Regions from separate parts of the Sus scrofa genome. Here region 1 is linked to region 2. Evidence: chromatin contacts called from public Hi-C data. All regions are on one chromosome and are shown on one strand. The core of a region is the stretch at or near the end of the contact, and the rest is flanking DNA. Distances in the headings are between cores, read along the strand shown. Region 1 overlaps ARID5B (AT-rich interactive domain-containing protein 5B). Region 2 has its middle 100 kb from the start of ARID5B.

What was found. A called contact is a pair of places that touch in the nucleus more often than the background predicts.
Region 1: a contact with region 2 is called in a Hi-C map of liver, with 5 times the contacts expected there. The contact joins two enhancer-like sites. A contact is called at or near these places in 1 of 47 Hi-C or Micro-C datasets (liver) and 1 of 2 datasets of contacts at active chromatin or transcription factors (alveolar macrophages).

Annotation. Positions count from the first base shown.
Region 1 is chr14:65,552,265-65,555,518 of Sscrofa11.1, reverse strand. ARID5B (AT-rich interactive domain-containing protein 5B) reads right to left here. Exons shown (of 10, transcript XM_021072755.1): 5 at 1,787-1,899. Among named protein-coding and RNA genes, the nearest start is that of ARID5B, 150 kb to the right of the region's middle. Within about 2 kb of position 1,453, at least 21 of the 83 cell types and tissues checked have an H3K27ac peak or open chromatin away from gene starts, as enhancers often do. A contact at or near this core is called in alveolar macrophages and liver, where this site is marked.
Region 2 is chr14:65,303,828-65,306,676 of Sscrofa11.1, reverse strand. No RefSeq gene overlaps it. Among named protein-coding and RNA genes, the nearest start is that of ARID5B, 100 kb to the left of the region's middle. Within about 2 kb of position 1,481, at least 12 of the 83 cell types and tissues checked have an H3K27ac peak or open chromatin away from gene starts, as enhancers often do. A contact at or near this core is called in alveolar macrophages and liver, where this site is marked.

The sequences.
Region 1 (3,254 bases), core at 204-2,703, 250 kb before region 2:
GATTCTGAATGGCAGCGCTGGTGCAGACGGGGTAGAAAGGATCTTTTAGAAAACCCAGGCTTGGCTACTGTCCCTCCTATGAAGAAAACATCCAGAAACAGCAGATACAGGACAGAGTCCAGTTGTCTTCAGTTTTGTGGGTCCTTGTATGAGATCTAAATGGCCTTCCACAGAGAGGGAGGTTAGAGGTGCTGTGCTTATTGATCAGTTGTCTGAATTTTGTAAAACTCCCAGGGCATACTTTGATGGTGACTCCAGATGACACAAAAAGGAGCTTCATCCTGCTGGGCTCAGGTACAGAACATGCTGGGAAAAACAGATGAAGTCACCTGAGAGGTATGGGGCAGGGCGCCAACACAAGACATTGTCAGTACAAGCTCTGCTGAAGGCTCCAATCCTGAAACCATCTCGCTCCATTCTGTAGTATCCTGCAAGCCATGGCATAGGGAATAAACGGTTCCAGCTGACATCCTTCAAGACCACAGAAGCCAAAGCCCTAGACAGGTAGTTCTAGGGCCAAGATGTCCAGGTTCCTAGAAAATGTCATTCTTGGTGTCCACACAGACTCACTCGCAGAAGATTAAAGGGACAAAACAAAAATAACTTTAGAGAAAAACAGATTTGTTTTTAACCAGTAAACATACATGGCTACTGGTTGATCTCTTTTTACCCCTTGCAATCTTGGAAGCACAAGAAGTTTTAACCAGAAAGCGCTCAGAACTTCCTTGTGAAACAATCATTCTTGAAGGTAAGAAAGGTAGTCTGGGATTTGCTTCTTTACTCTGGGAGGACGTGGCAGACTGTCGACACAGAACTGAATTGGTGCTTTTCTACATCCGCATCTTGCAAATTCACCGATAATGCTCCCATTTTCATAAGTTTAGTTCTTGGATCTGGAAACGTGGTGTCAGTTGAAATCCGGGCTTCAGTTCAGGTCCTAAAAGGGCTACTGCTGTCTTTGGCACAGAAACAACACCTCAACACAAACACCCCTTAAACGGAACCATGGAAATACGATCCAAGCCCACAAAATTTAAAAAGATAAGCCTAAAAATATGAAGTGACACTTCACCCCTCATGGTGCTAAATACTTCAGGCATGGACTTCCAAGATTCCAAAGAATGCTTAGGCAAAATAGCCCCGAGTCCTGAAAAAAGAGTCTTAGCATTTGGACTTTCACTCTGCATTAAGAATCATCTTTAAAACCAAATAAATGTATATATGAGTATAGGTAGACATGTTAAGTATTGTGTTCTAGATCTTTAATTTTATTCTAAGGTAAATGAGAGGTGATTTTGAAAAAAAAAAAAAAAAAAAACTTAGAAGATTAATTCTGGCCCCTTCTAATTTCGTCCTCTGTTAATCTCTGAAACATATTTAGATGAATGCATTCAGAAAGAGGATGGTTCAGCTGGTCTATTTTTGATCCAAGCTGGGTAAACTATGTCATTGTGTCACCTACTATGAAATCTCAGCCTCAATGACGTGGGCGCTTAATCATCTATCCTTTACTCAACAGGCCAAACTGGGAGGTGGGAAGTCTTTCTGTTGACTAATCAGAATGCCCACACTGCCCCTCCCCCTGCCACCTCCCCCACCCCTGGGGGGCGGGGGTGGGGGTGGGGGAGGTGGCAGAGGGAGCAGACCCAGCAGAGAGCTGCAAATACCAGAGTCAGATTCTAAATTGAAAACTGCCACCAAGACACAGGAGCAGAGAGATAAAGAGAAAAGGGAAAAATAAAAACGATGCAGCCAAAACGAATACCATGGAGCTGAATGACCGTACCTTGGCAACGGCTTTGCCATCAGAATTGTTGTTGGAATCTTTGCTGCCACTGAATGAATCTCTCCTCTGCGGGCATGGTTTCTTTTTGCGTGGTCTGCCTTTAAGATTTGGCGCTGGAAACAAATGGAGAACAATTGAGAGACATTCTCATTAGCTTCCTCACTACAAACCAAGAATCTTACTACAGTGGCGCCCTTTAATTGTTCAGAGACATGTCCACATCTGGGGTAGCCTCCCTCCCCCAAGATCTCGATGGACACTACACTTCTGTCCATGTTTCCCAAAGCCAAGCTATGACACTTGAACATGTCTAATTGACATAAATATAACGAAGCCCTTAGTTTTAAAGGATGTTGATAAGGAAAACGCACTTCCCCAGTGTTAGAAAAGACAGCCCTTAGCCAGGCTCCTTCTTTGCTTTTTGTTTTGTATCTTCTTTTTAGAAACCTAAATGATAATGCCAGCCCATTATGGTATCAAAGTAATGTAACGTTTGAAAACATCTCTCTTGGAAAGTGGAGACGTGAGCGTTTTCTCAAATTATGAGAGAGAGGAATTCACAATAACAATTTGAAAAATATTACATGCATTTACTAATAACGTCGTGACCAGCATGTTTCAAATCTCTGTGAATCTGGCAGGTACATGTAAATCAGCATGCTCTCTTCTCATTTTCAATATCTATATAGTTTTAAGGAAGATCTTGGGGGTTATTTAAAATAAATTCCAAAGATCACACAACAGGAGTTAGCTTGATTCCGTGGAGATTATAACTTTTTAAAAGCCACAGACAAGACCCAAAGCAAAGTTAATTTTATCTTGGATACTGAGCTTGAATCCCTTTAAGAGCCTTACAGAAAGGAGTTGCGGGGGAAAGGCTGCTGTTTATTGAGTGCTACATTCAATTTCACCCATCATCCAAGTCAAACAAAATGCAAACAAACCAACTGACTAGCCCTTGAAGAATTCCAAATTAATGAATTATACCCCAAGCAATTTCTTTAGGACTTTTTAAAGTACCCCCACTTTTTATTACTTTAAGGTATGATTATGACCATGGAAAATCCGAACAACTCGAACCCTCTTAATTGTTGCTGTTACTTATAACCACCGGTTAACCAGTGGTTTTAGGACATTTTACATTGTACTCAACTTACAAACGCAATTAATCCCACTAATTTGATTTCCTACTGCGGATAACAGTTTAGCTGTTGACACAGCCCAGGAAAGCAGCTCTGTCTTTACAATCAGACAAAAGTTTAAAAAGTGGCTTGGGGAGGGGGGCAGTGCCCCTTGCCAGAATCCGCTCTCCTCTCATTTCCCCAAAACTCTGGTCTCAAAGTCCATCTCAGAAAGCCAGTCCAGAATTATCAGAGGTAAACAAACCCACAAGCAAAAAAAAAAAAAAGAAAAAAAAAAAAAAAAAAAATCAAGCAAAGAGAAAGCAGCGATTACCCATTCCAGTCGA
Region 2 (2,849 bases), core at 232-2,731:
CTCAAAGGAAGCGAGGTAGGAACCTGGAGGAATTAGTGAGCTCCTTCCTTCGTTCTCCTCCACAGGGGTGCATCTCAGCCAACACGATTTGTCATTGCAGGGGTGGGAGGGCCTTGGCCTGGTGGTGGCCCAGCTGGCTTGGAGGGACTTCCCAGACCGCCCTCCCCTGGAGCTGGGGAAGAAACTCCACGCATCTGCCTCAGTGTAAATTGAATGGATGCTTCAGGATAAGAGCACTAATCCTCTCATTTTTGTGGGCAAATCGTTGCTTGGCAGGGAGAACTGGCTTTATTTTAAGAAATAACATGGTCTTAAGAATTAATATTTGTGTTTTTATAGTATCACTGTTCTCAATTTGAAAAAGCTTTTGTTCTAACTCAATTTTTCAACCTACTGGACAATAAATTCTTACCCATCGTCCTTCAACTCCTTGTACCGAGTATTTGTTATAAGAATGTGAAACATCTTCCCCAGATGCAGTACTGTTGGCGTCGTTAAAAGTTTCTCTAGTTCCTCTTCAGTCATGTCAATATTTACCTTGGACAATGCTTTGTATCCTTTTGTTTATAATTCCAGAATTCTCCAAGACAAACTGATTATTCATGACGCTCTGGCCTGGGTTACAATTTAAACAGATCTTATGTTGGCGTTTTTAAGAGTTCGAGTCTCCCACTCCCCCCCAAACTATTTCCTCTACTTCTTCTCCTAAATCTATAAGTTGTAACCTTCCATGTTCATTTCACACCCTGTCTTCTCTTTGTAGGTATCTTCATCTGTTTTGTTGATTGTACTCTTAGAACAAATGAACTTTTTCTTCCTTTTCTGTTAAAGTCCCTGGATCCCTTCATCCTGCCAAGGATGCTCTTACAAAGAGGACTTGTACCCACATTCCTTGATCACGTCCATTATTTTCCCAGAGAGCCCACTCTTCCCCATGCCCACTCCCTCCTGGTGAATTTCCAGGTCTGAAAACTTTTCGTTTAAACCTCTCAAGAACTAAAAGGAGGACTCAGTGGCTAAACGGGCACCATAAAGCTAAAGCCTGTTTTTCTTGAGAGGTGCGCTTACATAGAGCCGGGACCTGTTTCCTTAATCATGCAGCATTTTACCATTCTGTGCACTTCCTTCAGTTCTCTACACGTGCCTTATGGTCACAGAGGATTTAAAATTTACACAGTATTTCACATTCATTATTACATTTGATCCTTTTAACAACTTTGTGAGAAAGACCCAGAGGTGACCTGCTTGAGATCACAAAGTGACCGGAGTAAACCACAGTTTTGCCCTTGGGGATATTTATATTAACAAACCATTTGCTTTTATGTAAGTCTTTCTGTTTCTTTAAAACACAGTACTTTTTTTGATTTGGGGACATTGCATATGCTGTTTCTTTTGTTTGAACTACCCAACTTTACCCTTTGACCAGCTGAACTCTTACCCATTTTTCAAATTTCAGCTTCGATTTCACTTCCTCTAGAAGCATTCCCTGGCCCAAGTCCAGGCTAGGATTTCATCCTTTGTGTGCCTGTGACATCCTTAAAAATAGATACATAAGTTTATCATAGTGTCTGCCACCTAAGGGACCTTGGGGAAGCATCAGTTGTTATTATCATTCCCTACATTCTCTCTTACCCTACTGTGCATTTCTTGCTTGCCACTGTATCCCCAGTACCAAGCTCTGGGATGGCGCTCAGTAAATAGCTGTTAAATAGATGACACTCATTGTGTTTCCTGGTTGGTACAGTCCTGGATCCTTGAGTTCAAGAACAAATGCCAGACAGGGCTCCAAGAGGGTCCAGGGGATTTAATAGATTTCCAAGTTCATTCATGACACCATCTAAGTGTTGATATGTAGTGTGGCTATCTCTTGTTTGTTGTGCAAAAGATCCTTTCTCTTTGTCTTTACCTTCTGACTCTGCCCCCATCCCAATTTTGATTAGTGTTAGTCACATGTGGCTGCTCACAACTTGGGATGAGGAACTGGCCTAATAAGAACCATCTACCCCCTGGGTGCTATGACTTAACCAGGGCTGGTAACTCAGTTAAGAAAGAGTCTCATTTTCCTTCGAAGGTTGCAAGCAACAGAAATAAGCATAGAACTTCTGATTCTTTGGGAACTTGTGGAGACATCAACAAAGCTATCACAGAACAATCAGAGCCAAGAGATGGTGACAGAGGGAAAGGCATGATGACAACATGACTGAACACCTGGATTCAGCAGACTCTGATCTCTCAAATTTCTAAATTTGGTAACTATAAATTTCCTCTTTGGTTGCAATTTGTTTGAGCTGCATTTTGGTCAGTCATGAACACCTGAGAGAGTTCTGACTAATTCAGTGAAAAATAGAACACTGCGGTATTTTTATGACTGACACTGGTGCTTTTTGTAGCTTTGTGGCTTTGCTTTATGCTTTCACTTCATATATGTTTTGCATCCATGTGACTTGTCCTAGGTGGTTAATCAGGAACCAAGTAAGCAAGTATGTCTTTGGCTTATTTTTCCAGGACCAGTGTCCTACAATAGGCTCACTGGATGTGCCCAGCATCTTACTTGAGCTGAGCAGGTGCCTGGGATTCTTCTCCAGGAATGGTGATAATTTTACACAGTTGTCCACATGTCACTGTCCTACCTGTTGGTCTCTTGGGCTAAAGTGAAGGAGGATGAATACAGTGAGGTCTGGGAGGGTACCCTGTGATCTCAAAGTGATGCAAGACTCCTGAGCCTGTGGAATCAGGGCCTCAGAACTGACTCTGGATGAGCTTCATTCCTGGATCTGGGTAGACGAGGCCTTCATATTCTTTTCAGAGGCCACTTTTTGTCCCAGGTGGGTGGGGGGAAGGCTGGAGAA